2 separate regions of the Mus musculus genome follow, and region 2 is linked to region 1. The links are chromatin contacts, called in public HiChIP or PLAC-seq maps. All regions are on one chromosome and are shown on one strand. Each heading gives the region's core, a stretch centred on a gene start, on an enhancer-like site or on the middle of the called end of the contact. The rest is flanking DNA. Distances are from core to core; before and after follow the strand shown. Region 1 overlaps Stat1 (signal transducer and activator of transcription 1). Region 2 overlaps Inpp1 (inositol polyphosphate-1-phosphatase).

Evidence for each region. HiChIP or PLAC-seq counts read pairs in DNA pulled down with a chosen protein or histone mark.
Region 2: a contact with region 1 is called in an H3K4me3 HiChIP or PLAC-seq map of bone marrow-derived macrophages, with 8 times the contacts expected there. The contact joins two enhancer-like sites. A contact is called at or near these places in 1 of 115 datasets of contacts at active chromatin or transcription factors (bone marrow-derived macrophages) and 1 of 9 other capture datasets (liver).

Annotation. Positions count from the first base shown.
Region 1 is chr1:52,154,572-52,161,884 of GRCm38.p6, reverse strand. It overlaps Stat1 (signal transducer and activator of transcription 1), which reads right to left. Exons shown (of 25, transcript NM_009283.4): 23 at 6,824-6,899; 24 at 5,803-5,902; 25 at 20-2,602. The coding sequence ends at 2,588. Among named protein-coding and RNA genes, the nearest start is that of Stat1, 39 kb to the right of the region's middle. Within about 2 kb of position 2,859, at least 36 of the 459 cell types and tissues checked have an H3K27ac peak or open chromatin away from gene starts, as enhancers often do. A contact at or near this core is called in bone marrow-derived macrophages and liver, where this site is marked.
Region 2 is chr1:52,796,935-52,804,247 of GRCm38.p6, reverse strand. Inpp1 (inositol polyphosphate-1-phosphatase) reads left to right here. Exons shown (of 6, transcript NM_008384.2): 2 at 4,712-4,963; 3 at 7,147-7,207. The coding sequence starts at 4,760. Among named protein-coding and RNA genes, the nearest start is that of Inpp1, 17 kb to the left of the region's middle. Within about 2 kb of position 4,672, at least 252 of the 459 cell types and tissues checked have an H3K27ac peak or open chromatin away from gene starts, as enhancers often do. A contact at or near this core is called in bone marrow-derived macrophages and liver, where this site is marked.

The sequences.
Region 1 (7,313 bases), core at 1,610-4,109:
AGAACATCTTACGCTTACAACTGTGAGGCATTTCTTTTATTAGTGCCTTCAACGCATCTAGAATAGTGCCTGGTGCAAGGCAGGCACTGAACATATTTGAGGAACAAATGAATGAATCTTAAACAAAAGATGCCTTCAGATAAATAATGCCCTCGGGATGAAGGACAGCCTCCCAGCTCCCAGAGTAGGTAAAAGAATTTTCTAAATCCTTTCCAGCTTTGTCTGATGCCTCCCTGAGGCAGACAGATGCCACAGGTTTGTTCTGTTTACTGAGACATGCCTTCATTCCACAGTAGTCTCCAAGCAGTCAATGGAGTCCACTTTAAGCTCTGCCGCCTCAGGAAGTCCCTAGATCAGCTTATCCCAAGTGCTACATATATGCTCTGTACTTAGAAAATGCCATCCTCGTCATACTTAAGCTAGGACATGCTTGGTGACGTCTAACAGGCAGCTACCTGAAAGTGTAAGTGGATGTCTTGCCCTGACTTGGATGTGATCCCATGGAGCCCTGCCGGCCTTGAATGACTAAACGCCTGATCCCCAGGCCTCTACCTCAGAGAGGCCTCACCGCTGGGCCTGCCCGCTGACCTACCTTAAACTGCCATAGTTCCTGTGTCTGCAGTAGAGTAAGCAAGGGTGACACTTGGGAAATATCGGTCTTCCTTTAAAATAGGACCCATAGGCGTCCCAAGAGATGGTTCAGCAGTTAAAAGCACTGGCTGTTCTTCCAGAGGCCCTGAGTTCAAATCCCAGCACCCACATGGCAGCTCAAAATTGCATCTGACTGTGATCCCATTTGACTGTAGTCTCATGGGACCCAGTGCTCTCTTCTGGTGTCCATACATTCAGATAAAACACCCATATACATAAAATATATACCTAAACAAGTCTTTTTTAAAAAGCGCTTAAAATAGGACTGATACATACATGAGATATATATTAAACCAACTCATAACACTAGACATTTTAAATATCTTTATATTAAATAATAATAGGAAATTAACATAATTTCAACATTTCTTAAAGTCTCACCTAGTTCAACAGAATGAAATTGTAACAAACTGTTTCAACAGACAACAGTATATAAGCAATGGTTAGGTCTCAGCATTTAGAAACAACTTTTTAAATGTTTTGTTTCTTGGTCATTTCATTTTGGCATGGAAAAGAGAGGAGGCAGGCCTCTGCGTCCCTGTTTTCCCTAAGGACTGTGCACACTTACCGTGGTTCACACCTGCACTCGGGGTGTAAGGTGGGCTGATCTTCACCAAAGTGAAACAGTATTATGGGGCAGCACTGTAGGTGCAGCTGCGCAGCAGTCTGTGAAAGCTGGCCCAGAAGAACCAACCCACGACCAGAACCATCAGGCTGTGATCACACACGTGCCACAAAACATCATCCCTCAAAACGGTGACAAAACACAAGACAGGCCATTTGTGAATGTAGTTGTCAAAAAACCACATTCATCAGTAACAGTGGTTCTCATGCATTTATAGGGAGTTCTTTAAAGTTATCTCACCAGGCATTGGTGGTGCACACCTTTAATCCCAGCACTCGGGAGGCAGAGACAGGCGGATTTCTGAGTTCCAGGCCAGCCTGATCTACAGAGTGAGTTCCAGAATAGCCAGGGCTACACAGAGAAACCCTGTCTCGAAAAAAAAATAATAAAATTATCTGATACTCATATTTGGCTAAGGATTCAAGAAGTCACTGCTTTCTCCAAGTTTATGGCTAATTAAGACAACCAGCTAAAACCGATAAGTTCAGCCCACTAAAAAACATGAGTTCACCTATATCTAATTTTAGTTAAAAAAAAAGAAAAATTGCTTTAAGAAAGCTGGCCCCCTTAATGGATGTGCAAAGACAATTTTATTCAATCCATGACCAAAAAGACAACAAAAACCCTTTAACTTGATGGAGTACTCATGAAAATGGTCTTACTTCTGTTGGTGTTTAGTTTTGTGTAGCCATTGCCACCAACAAAGCTAGTCCCTGAGGAGAGCAACCATGCCTTGGCAGAAGCTGCAGTAAGGAGCACGGTTGTTTTCTTCCCACTCACATGAAGGATGCCCACTATAGTTTGATAGAGCATTGGATCTAAAGTTGACTTTGAACTGTGCCATATGTAAAACAGTGGAAGACTTCCGGCCATCCAGGAGAGGGGAAGTGCCAATGTCTCCCGGGACAGAAACATTCCTCCATCAAGAAGGCCCCTCCCCCATAAGTATGTCTCTTTCCAGTGATGTGCAGCACTTGGGCACTGATTACAGACCATTACTAAAGTGACCGTTCTCCTCACCTTGCCCCAAATACTCGCACTCTAGTCCTGGTGCTTGGGTGGATCTCTTGGTCTTTGTTTACAAAATCCATTTTGTGTTAAGTGACTTTCCATTTCACCTTCAGTAAGATGCATGAAGTCCTTCAGAGTAACAGGTTTCTAATTAGAGAAATATCCACTTTCTACCAGCAGTGCTCAGCAAATGTGATGCTCTTTCTTTCTTGCATTTCCCTAGAAATACTGCATATGAAGGAACAGTAGCAGGAAGGAATCACAGATGGGAAAAAAATGTCGCCAGAGAGAAATTCGTGTTTATACTGTGCTCATCTGCAAGAGACAGAATGTAGGTAGGTTCAGTACACGGACTTTGGGACATGTGATTCATGCATTTCACACCATTGCCCTCCCTAGAATAGCGAGCAGGAGAATGCCCCCTACAGCAAACCACCACCATGGAACCAGAAGGGCTAGTGCGTCCTCTCATTCTTCTGGAACTAATCAGGGCCTTTTACACCACCTAAACTGATGGGTTATTACTGTCTGGCCTCCTGGATTAATGCTGTGACTCATCCCAGACACACTATATAAAGCTTTCTGCTGTTATGCAAGTCTGGGGACAGCAGCACGGCAATTCGGCTCATTCAAAACGGTGTGAGGAAATGCTGAGCCATGTGCCGGGGTGGGGGGGGGGTGCGGGGGGAGGGAATTGATGACCTTCCCTTAAAGGCCACTGAGTAAGCAAACTAAGCAAAGCCAGTGTTTCAGACGTGGGCCAGTAAATCAGAAGTAAAATCACTGTCAAGCGCCTCAGCTCCCTCCCTAGTCTGCGAGCTGCCCTGGATACAGGAGTCAGCAAAGTGTTCCTCATAGAACACTGGCCTGCCCCTGACTCTGACTTCCATGTTGGTGCAGTTCCAGATGTCTTAGAGGTGGCTCTGTTCCTCGGCGGGCCGCTCTGAAGGCATTTCTGACCCAGCTGTTGCAGGGTATGGGCATGTGTGTGCTATTGGCATCAGGTATTCTAGAGAGTAGAGGCCAGGGTGCTGCTAAACGTCCTTCAGGGTATAGGACAGCACCACAGTGGAGAATTCTGTAACCCTTGAGTGCCCCAACACAAACACACCGCTAGATTGCAAAGAAAGCCTCTTGAGTTTTAGGAAAGCAATTTTAGACTGAAAAGCATGTTGAAGGGTTTGCCTCCAGTTGCAGTGTGGCCGATGGCACCATTCTATAAAATGGTGTACTGTAGAAGCAGGGGAGAAGAGGAGAGAGAGATGAACACAACCTGCACCCATATCCTCTAACTATGTGACTGGCTTACTAACCTCTGTTAACCTCAAGTTCTTCATGTGCGAAGTTGGCTAACAGTGCCTAACACATAAGGTCTGGTCAAAGTATAAAGTCTGAAAGCATGTATAAAATGTCCAATACAACAGAAGAAAAATAGTAGACAATCTGTTAATATGAGCTCTGGGCAAAGGCCTCTAGGAAAGTAGGCTAGGTCTATTCCAGTCCATAGGGACTTGTATGGAAATGTTAGACTAAATAAATACCCAAGTCATATTACAGAGAGCAGCGCTGGTATACTGGCCCTCGTGCACAATTCCTCTGGAGCCTGAGAGCCAAGGCTGGACCAACCATCAACCCTGACTACCTTTTTAGCCCATGGGCCACCTCCACCTCAGAGCACACAACTAATTCCATTTGCTTATTTTGTGACAGAGGATGTAGCCCTGTGTGGCCTCCACCAGGAGACCTTCCTGTCTCAGCCTCCTGACTGCCTGGATTACAGACAGAGTCATCTCACTTAGCTCATATGCTATAATTCCAAAAGCAAATGTTGGACAGAAGTCAAGAATAAGCTCGAGGACAGAGCACATCGTGGTGGCGTTACGGTGACTTGACAGGCCCATCTCATTCTTCCCTGGTCTAAGAGTAGGGCCCCTGCTAGAGCCCCTGAGATTGTTGGGGGTTCATCTGGAGACTACTGCGATGAGTGGACATTTGCTAATTTATTGTATCTGTATATCTTTATTCCATAGATTAAACAAAAAACCCACTGGAATAGAATAGCTACAGGGGGTGTCCAAAGACTACAAACCCGTTTCCTGGAATTTGTTTGAGGGTGTCAAAGGCCCCATGATATCACCTTCCAGCATACTGAAAGCAGCGCTCTTTGCACAAACGGAGGAACTAACAGCTTAGTTCTCTGGTCACAAACAACAATGGTGATGACAGTTAGAATGCCACACGCCAAGTTCCAGTCACAGGCTCCTCACCTTAACAGATGCAAATAGATTCTGCCTGGTGCATGGGAGAAGCTTGACAGGCATGACCTATCAATGGTGGCGATGGCGAGGTGACTTTCTGAGCAAGGATTGTAAAAGCTCACCCTGTGTTCAGGACCCTTCGATCTATTTTACATTTTCTGAATCAGGCTTTGCCATTACTCCATTTTCATAGGAGACAAATTTTTTTTTCACAGAAATAACAGGGTGCTAGGTTCCATGGACCAGAGCCTTATTTTATCAAGAAAAGAGCTATTCCGTGATCACACTAGCAAGGCTCAAGAGTCCGAAAGCTATGAGAAGGTGTTTTCTAAGAGTTTTAGTGTGCTTGGTGAGGTGAAGAACACAAAGTCACACGGGAAAAACACCCATCACTGAGGTTACACCCTAGCATGCCCCAGCACATGAACATGTACGCATGAAGCTTTACCCACCCGCTCCCAAGCCTCTCTCCCGGCCCCTCCTCTGACCTTCCCTCTCATTCCTGAACACGTTTGTGCTATGCACAGGGCACCTGGTGATGAAGAAAGGCCTGCGATAGCTAAGGGAGTTCTTTTCGAAAGCATTAGGCAAGCTTTGAAAGGTGAACTGGATTGAATTCATGTGGAAAAGAGCTTAAATTTAGGCAGCATCAGCAAGACCGCAGTCACCTGAACAAGCCTGTCCGTGGGAGGAAGAGTCCCAGGCTGAAAGGGAAACGCTGCTGTTGAATCTGCTGAGAAACAGTCTCCCAAAAGGAGATGTTTCTCTTTTGCAAACACATATTTCTATTTAGGCAGGGAGACACAGTGAGTCACTATCCGAGCCGTTCATTCTGCCCAAGTCCTTGACAGCCTCAGAGGCTGGCAGAATGAGTTTGCTCTGAGATGTGACAGAGTCGGAACTGTTCATCACCGCTCGTGTAGCCAATGTGACCGACAGGCAGCCATCCTTCCCTAAGATCAATCCTTCACTCGGGCCCAGACAGACACAGCAGCCACGGGAAAATGTCTACCTCTGAAAACAACCTCGACCCCTTAGTGTGTGAGCTTTCTGCCTAACAGCGGACAGGAATCTGAAATGCTAGGGATAAAATCCTGCTGATGAAACAGCTAGCTTACACACAAGCTTTTCTTTTAAAAAGTAAAATAAAACAAAATATAAATAAAGGCCTTCTCTGAGCTCCTCACAGCAGCCCGATGCAGTACCAGCCTGCCTCAGGCTTCCCCAAGGTGGAAATACCCCTGCCATAGTACTCACCATACTGTCAAATTCGGGGCCCACTATCCGGGACATCTCATCAAACTCCTCTGGAGACATGGGAAGCAGGTTGTCTGTGGTCTGAAGTCTAGAAGGGTGGCTGGAACAGAGAGGGGAAAGGACAGGGTCAACACCTGAGTTCTGTAGGCCGCAGTGCAAGCCGAGACACTTTCTCTATCTGAGACTGAGCGATCAGTTCGTAGTCTTATTTCAAGAAAAACGTACACTTTATAAAACATAGCTCACACAGAGTACAGCTCACGGACGGTTAATGTTCCCAGCCCGGCCCCTTGGGTAACACTAGACTTTAGAGACAGCCCTCGCCAGACGTCGCTGCTGCCTGGGGAGCCTCAGTGGGAACATGTGCGGTGGCATCCTGAGGTGGTGGACTCTCGAGGCTCACCCTGGACAGAAAAGCACCGAGAGATGTCTGGGGATCCCTCCTCCCTACCTTGAGGTCTATGCAGATAAGGCTGCTCCACAGGGTTCTACATGAAGGCTACATCCATTCACCCCCAGACAGTGCCGCAAGCAAATAACTGACAATGACTTTTCCAGCACTTTCTACCTTCTACGGAATGAAATGACAGAATCAAAGCAGGTGGAGAAAATGGACCCCAGTTCCGACTTTGGCCTTTGCTTGAAAAGAACTGCTTTCCCACTCATCAAGTTTTGGTTTTTCTTTTTTATTCATGCTTTTTTTTTTTTCAAAGTGTCAGTTTGGGAAGTCCTCACATACAACTTTGTTTCATTTTTGTTTATTGTGAGTTTGGCTGGTGCGTTGTTGCTGCTGTTTTTTTTTTTTGTTTGTTTGTTTTTTTTTATCTCATGGCAATAAAATGCCAGTAAGCATTGACACCAGGACTAGTTACAAACTTTCCAGAATGTCCAACTGTGGTGGCAACATCAGTTACATTGGGAAAGCAAGCCATGAGCCATGAGCCAGTGCAATCAATGGACCGCAGCCAGGGACGGGGCTGGCCTGCGGTCCTGAACAAGCCAGTCTTCTGTGCTCACTTACACTTCAGACACAGAAATCAACTCAGTCTTGATGTATCCAGTTCGCTTAGGGTCGTCAAGCTCCATCGGTTCTGGTGCTACGAGCAAGCACACCGTGTACACTTCACATTAGCAGAAATCACACAGGGACAGAACAGTCACTCTGAGGGATCAACTCAGATTTGCTTGACAGATCATGATCCCACAGAATGTCCTGAAATTCTGTGGGGTCCTGACCTGCCTGCTTAAGTCAACTGAAATCCTAGTGGGAATGGAGAAACCACCAGGAAAGAGCTAGGAGTCTCTTCCCAAGGCTTGAAATCCTACAAGGTGAACGAAGCCCATGTGTGCAAAGGTGTCTCTGGTCTAGCTGATGGAGTATGCACAGCCCTGGGGCTGGTCTATGGGCATCCTCGCTGCAGGGTTAAAGTACCGAGAGCGAGACTTTGGATTCCATAAAGCTATTAGCTTTGTGGCAAAGCTGGAGGGATCTAACTTGAACTTTTCCAAAT
Region 2 (7,313 bases), core at 3,423-5,922, 640 kb before region 1:
GCAAGGGTCGGTGAGAATTGACAGACACGGACTCAAGAGAGAGCTGAATCTGAATGTAAACTGTCAAATTAAGTATCAAAACTTTTTATACAAAAGAAAATAGGGAAGTTAGGTGACACATCGGCAAGGTACAATGAGGATACCGGATGCTTAATGACTCTAACACAAAACAGAGGAATGCATACACAGACTGGCAGGAACTGGGCAATAAAACAACTGAGACAAAGTCAGCTCTATCTAAGGTCAGCTATAGTCTTAGAAGCCAGGTGTGAGGCCTTTACACTCCCGGGGGCAAGGACTTTCTCAAGTCGTGGTTCTAATTAGGGAGCTCCACTCTAGCTAACCTTCTCATGAAGAATGCAATGCTGTAAAACCATAGCCCAATCTACTTCCTAAACCATTGTAAATTCCTGTATATGGGAGTGACTTGGCTTTTATTCTAAGTGATAGTGTGTGTGTGGGGGGGGGGCTATTTTACTAATAAGTAATGTAGTCTGCCATACATAACTATAATAAGAATTCTAAACTTACTTTGCTAAGCTTGCCCTGAGATTTCTAACGCTATATAGTAGATAGTAATGCCTGATTTCTTTCACTATCTCTCTTACAATACTAGAGGCAATTATGAATGTTACTGAATAGGCAACATTCTTACTGAATTCCAAGCCCATGGTCAGCTCAAGGACTACTAGGGCACTGGTGAAGGCCAGGAAGCAAAGTTCAATTTTGCTTAGGTATTTGACAAGTCATTGCTTGGAGATTCCTATAATAAAACAATACTGAAAGAAAGCAGACAGACCCATACTCTGACTGATGCAAGGACAAAATTGGAGCATACATGCTATGGGATGCCACAGTTCCAGGAGACTAAGTTTCTGTGAACTTTTCGCCTCAGGACTGCATCCAGGCTTTTGACCTGTCATGCATGTCACTACTGGAGTGGATGTAGCAAGAGATGATTTAAAGTGTCAGGGGATGTGCCTAAGTTCTATGCAAATATTGAGCCATCTTACACGAAGACCTGAGCACACATGTATTTTGGTGTCTGTGGAAAGTCAAGTCTCTAAGAACACTGAGAAATGACTGTTTGGAGGAAGGAGCTCTCTAGAGGTGGCATGAGGTCACATGGGTGGGTCCTAGTTCAGTCTGACTAAGTCATTATAAGAAGAGGGAGACATGTCAGAGTCGAATGCCCACAAAGGAGAGGCCAGCTGAGGACACAGAGGATGGTGAGGAAACACATTTCTGACCTGGAGGCCACCCAGTCTTTAACAGCAAATTGAATACAAGAAGAATTAGGGATTTGTCACGATGGAAGCCTCTGTCTATGCGCACCACCATTACCATGCAGTTGGTTTAGAGGGACATCACTGTACAGTAAACAGGTCCCTAGTAAGGCACTTGACAGTGAGAACAATCAGCTGAGGAAAGGGCTTTCCTGAGAGTAAGAGGGAAACCAACTGCCATTAGTGACAAACTGAGCTCAAGGCTAGCTTGAGCTACAAGGTGAGTCACTCACAAAAATCCAAAAGCCAGGAGTGTAGCTTGGTATAGAGTATTTATCAGGCATGCTTATGCCTTTACTCTAATAACACAAGTGCATACACGTGCATATGTACACGTGTACACACACACACCTACACACCTACCTAAAAATAAAAGCAACCACTACCAACAACAAACTTGCCTAACCCTGAATGTGAGTCATCTTCCCTGTAAGGTTTCACTAAGGCTCCTACCAACAGAGGCTGTATAGAGTGAGTAAGGCAAATAAATTACATTTGCGTTTTAAAGTTATTTGAAAGATAATTTCCATAGAAACCTGAAGAAATTTGTGCCAGTGTTGCCCCCAATTCTTTTCATATACAACTCGTCGCAAGAATTCCAGGTATGGGTTAAATGCCCAAGGCTATTTTCTTACTTGCTTGAATGAACTTAAGATAAATGGGCAGAGATAAAAATGGAGTTTACAGAAACCCTTAAGGGTGAGTTTGGGAGAAGAAATGAGCTTTCCTCCCAGCAAGTAGTAGGTCAACCATCTAATTAGAAAGTTGTACACGGAGACAAAGAACTTGCTATGTTATCCCAGCTGGCCGAAAACTACCCACCTGCTTTCATCTTTCCCAAGCAAGGACTACAGACTTGGAGCACTACAGACATGGAGCACTACAGACGTGGAGCACTACAGACTTGGAGCACTGCTGGAAATTCAGAAAGTTCTGTATGTAGGTTGTTTTCTGGAGACCTGGGGCCCCAGAGAAAGGAAGTGAGCTGGAGAAGTGCCGTGTTGGTTATGCTGGCTGGAGAAAGTCTCAACTGAAACTGGACAAGGAACTTGGAGTCTGACAAAATGTGACAGTGGTATCCTGGGCCAGAAGAAAAAGAGGGTACAGTTGACACAGCAGGGTGACTCAGGACCTGAAAACTCAGAAGTGGAACTATGAACGTCTAGAGCCCAGACCTCTGGAGCATCAGTGTGCAGCTCACAGCTGAGCATTCTCGCCTCGTGGCCCAGGTTCCTATACCTGCTACATCCTGTACTTGTAATATCCGCTCAGGCAGGGAAATGACCATTACTAGGAGAAGTCAGGACCAAAGTGGGGGAACTCTGGGTTCCCTGGGGTGGCTGGGTGGAAACTTACCCAGTATTTTCTTACCCGAAGCTTACAGTATTTTTTCAGATTAAAAAAAAAAAAAGATGGGGGGAGGGATAAAGATTAGATTTAATGCTGTTGAATGTGATAACTTGCTCAAGTCCGGAGTGTATTCCTTTGTGTCACCATGCTTCTTCCAAATGAGAAGGAACTTACATTATATACCCTTGGTTCATTGGCTCTTTGCTCTTACAATAATGCAGAATGTTTGCTAATAAATCAAGTTATGGTCACCACCTTTCTACTCTTGTGGCTCATGTGCTACAGTGAGACTATGCATGCATCTCTGTGTTGTTCTATGACATCATTTGTGGCTAGTATTTATATAATGGATGCAGTAAATTATTTCTGAGTTCAAGTGGCTTGGCTCTATGAATGCCACTTTTCTTAATGTATAGGTCCAGAACAAAGTACATGAATCTTCTAACAGGTTTGAATCTGAAATAAAGAATAAAGGGCTTTTAAGGAGCCCTGTTTGCTTGAATTCTTCTATATTATCTAGTAGATCTGACAACGTGAGAGCGAACCTGCCCCAAAAGCAAAACAAAACATGTTTATTTAACATCTTTGCTACTTTAAATAATTTTAATCTACCTTGTATGAAGATATTTTAACTCTTATTTTCTTACCAGAGATTAGGGAAAGACTTAAGGTTACTGACTGAGGAAAGAGGGCCCTGGGTGGGATTTGGTACAGTTATGACAGCAGCTCCCTGGAAGCCTGTGTGTTTCCAGTGTCAGGGAGTTAGCACCTGTCTACTACTGCCTTCCAGAGACGACCACTGGCAGTAAAGCAACTGCAGTTGTGACAAGGGACATCTCTCCGTGTTGGTCATCTTTCCTTTATTTCTGTTGAGGAACATATTTCCTCAGGAAGAAAAAAAAATTGTTTTTTGAACAGACTTAAGACAAGCAGGCTCTAACAGTTTGCCACACCCCCACATCAGTGTTTTCACAGCTGAGTGGTTCCCAGCCTCAAGCTTCTTTTCATAGAGGAAACTGTTGTGATAATAAAGAAACCTGATGTGGGGTGTGTGGGGGCAGTTCTGAGCCCCATGTTTTAGTCTTGTGTAACCTTTTTTAGAAGTTGCTCAACCCTCTAAGCTTCCGTTTCCAAACTGTATGTCACACAGGGCAGGGTAATCTCACGACAGAGGAAGCAGAACGACTCAGGCTTTGAACAGGAAGAGGACCACAGAAGCATTTTGAGGCAGCACCAGTAGATAGGAGCCAGGTGTGGTGCACACACCTTTAGCCCTAGCATTTGGGAGGCAGACGCAGACGAATCTTTTGAGTTCCAGGCTACCCTGGTCTACAGAATGAGTTCCAGGACAGCCAGGTCTAGAAAGAAAGAAAGAAAGAGAGAGAGAGAGAGAGAGGGAGAGAGAGAGAGAGAGAAGAAATAAAGAATAGAAATAATGATGTAGGCATACTACATGGTTCTTAGAAGACAGAACTTCTCAAGTCCAACAAGGTGTAAGTCCCCTTGCTTTGGTGTGTAGGCTGCTACTTGGTGGCAGATGGAATATGTCCCTGGAATGTTTGAGTGGAGTTGGCTGTGAGCTGCTTTATAGTGCTTGCCCAAGACCGGCCTCAGAGTCTGGAAGACACAATGCCTGCTGCTCATCCACTTAGCACATGGATCTGGCAGCATGATTGTCATCCCTCACCATTCTCACAGAGAAGAGAATTACGTCAATGTAATTGAGATAAAGCTGTGTCATGATTAAGGACCTTGTAGCAATCTGCCTTTCCTCGGACGTCGTGACACTCTGTCTTGCTATGGCCCTGTAACATAAATTCTAATTCAAGGCTTTTTCTTTTTCTTTCACTGAACATTCAGTTTCTTTAAGAGTGTAATTGGTTTACAAGACTTTTGAGAAATACGTTTGTTTCAATCTTTAGATTGTAACTGCAGTCTTGCACGCTGAAAATGTGCGGTGACTCACTAGCAGGTCAGCTTCCCTGACAGGTTGCTGCCAGCTATGTGTTAGTGGGAGAGACGCCCTGACATCATCCCTGAACTGCTTTCTCTTTCATATTCTTGTGTTCTTGCAGCTGTGAGCCAGAGGGTGGGTGAGGCTGAGAAAGAAGCAGGCTTTAGAAATGTCAGACATCCTCCTGGAGCTGCTCTGTGTCTCCGAGAAGGCTGCTAACATCGCCAGGGCGTGCAGGCAGCAGGAGACCCTCTTCCAGCTGCTCATTGAGGAGAAGAAAGGTGCAGAGAAGAACAAGAAGTTTGCTGCAGATTTCAAGACCCTGGCGGATGTGCTGGTGCAGGAAGTTATAAAACAGAACATGGAAAACAAGGTAAGAGGTCAGGCCACGGTGGCTGCAGGACACCTGCCTCCGTGCTTCCTCTGGTTCCCTCAGAATAAACAGCAGGCCTTTTACTGACTCTTATGTTCTCTTAGGTCCAAACAAACACCTTGCAGCCTTGCCTTATTTTTATTACAGTATTAAAATGGTCTTTGCAGGAAATCATTGAAGTATAGAAAAGCAAACAGGATGAGAGTGCTCAGATTCCTAACCTGAGTATATGGTATTGACCCTCTTACTTATTGATGGGTTTCTTGTTAATAAATAATATATGCTCTCTGCACCAGAGCACACTGAGCTACATGCTCCCGAGGGCCACTGACGCTTCCTTCTGTGTGTCCACGCTCTGACCCACTTATTTCAGAGCAGTGTTTGGCTTCTCAGCTAAACCATTTATCTAATGTTTTGCTTTGGTTATGGGCTTGGAATTAGGCGAACTCTCCCTTTATTCTACTATAAAAATATGGTCATGACAAACACTGATTGTGATTCTATGTGTGGAAATGGCTAGAAAAAGCCAGGCTTCTTGAGTCGTAGCAGTAACACCAGCAAGCAGTGCTCACTGAGGCTGCATGGACTTGACTTTGTTACCCCTATAAGAATTCTGTAAGGTTAGAGCCATTGTTCTACTGGGATGAAGCTGTCACAGAGAGCTGGAGTAAGTTGCCTGAATTGACGCTGCCCAGCATGACAGCTTGAGTTCTTCAACATAGGAAATGGTTTCTAAGTCTGTGTCACTGGGCATTCTGTCGTCTTTTATATAACTCGCCCCACCTTCTTTTTTTTTTTTTTAAATTTGGGAGGATGGAACTTTATGATAGAAAATAATATAAAACACTTCAATATCTTTATTGAACTTTTTAAACCTGAGGACTACTGTAGAATTCAGTAAAATCTTGACCACCAGTGTGAGAAGAGAATACATGAATTATACAAAATCTCCATAGACTATATATTTTTTCATGCCCTTTACTACCTGGCTTTGGTGAGCTAAATGAAGGAAGCTTGTTTTCTGTTGTTACCAGTGGAGACCCTTGGATACAAAGGCGGGTTGGGCAACTGGACTGGATATATGTCAACATTTTATGGGTTGATATGTGCCTCTAAACAATAGAACAAGCCCAGGCAATTGTTCATGAAGTAATGCCAGAATTTATTAAACAAATACTTTCCATTTGAGCTGCTTTAGATACTTCTATTTCAGGCCCCCTCTGTCTGCATTCCTCTGAATAGCTCTGTAAGCAGGTGTGGGGGCTGGGGAACTGACAGATTGCCAGCTCTTGTAGGCCTGTTCTCTTCTGCAAAAGAGAAAAAAGAGTAGCAGGCGGTGTGGCCATTGGTGGTTTGACCCTCTGGGATGGGCAAGTTTAAGGCTGTCAAGCAACTCCTTCCCCAAACCAGCAACATCTCAGTCAGCAGTATTTGGGGGCGGGGGTGGGGTGGGGGGAGTCTTCTCAGGGTCAGGAATGAACTGTGTTTATCTGAGCATGACACAGAGATGAGACAAAAGCCTCATTTGGTCCCCTGTTCACTCTGTGTTGATGCTTAGGTCACAGGTTACTACAGTATTTCTCTTCTTTTTTCTTCTTGTTCTCTTTTCTGTCATCTTCTAGCCTGAAAGGTAATGACATTCCTGACAGGTGCAGAGATGCAACTGAAAATGGAAATAAAACCTAAGACCTAATAATTCCAATAATAATAATTCTAATTAATATTAATATAATTCTAAAACCTAATAATTCCAGCCTCTTCTCTCCATCTTTAGATTATTTTAGGAACTGGAGAGATGGCTTAGTGGTTAAGAGCACTGGCTGCTCTTCCAGAGAACCCGAGTTAGATTCTAAGCACCCACGTGACATTATTATAATCATCTAATGGGATCCAATGCCCTCTTCTGGTGTGACATACATGCAGACAAAGTACCCAAAGGACATCAGGAAGCCAGGACTCAGCCGCTTTCCTGGCAAAGGAGCAGAAAAATATTAGAAAACTAAACACAGAATCAAGCTGACTTAGTTCCATGTTCAAGTTGACTTCTGCAATGGGTGTTTTTGAGTTTCAGATCTAACTCTGCTTATGGAACTAACTCTCTTAGGACCTGATTGTGGAGGGGTGGGGGGCTTTGATGTTATTTATTTTTTGTTTTTGTTTTTGTCAAACTCTGACTCATTCAGTTTCCAGGCTTGGGGAAAAAAGTTTTTGGAGAAGAATCCAATGAGTTTACAAATGATTTGGGTAAGTATAAGAATCTTACTGTGTTATGTAGTAATTATCATATTATTCCAATCTCTAACTCAGACCATAACATAAGTTAATGCTAGGAAGCTTTTGGGACAAAGAG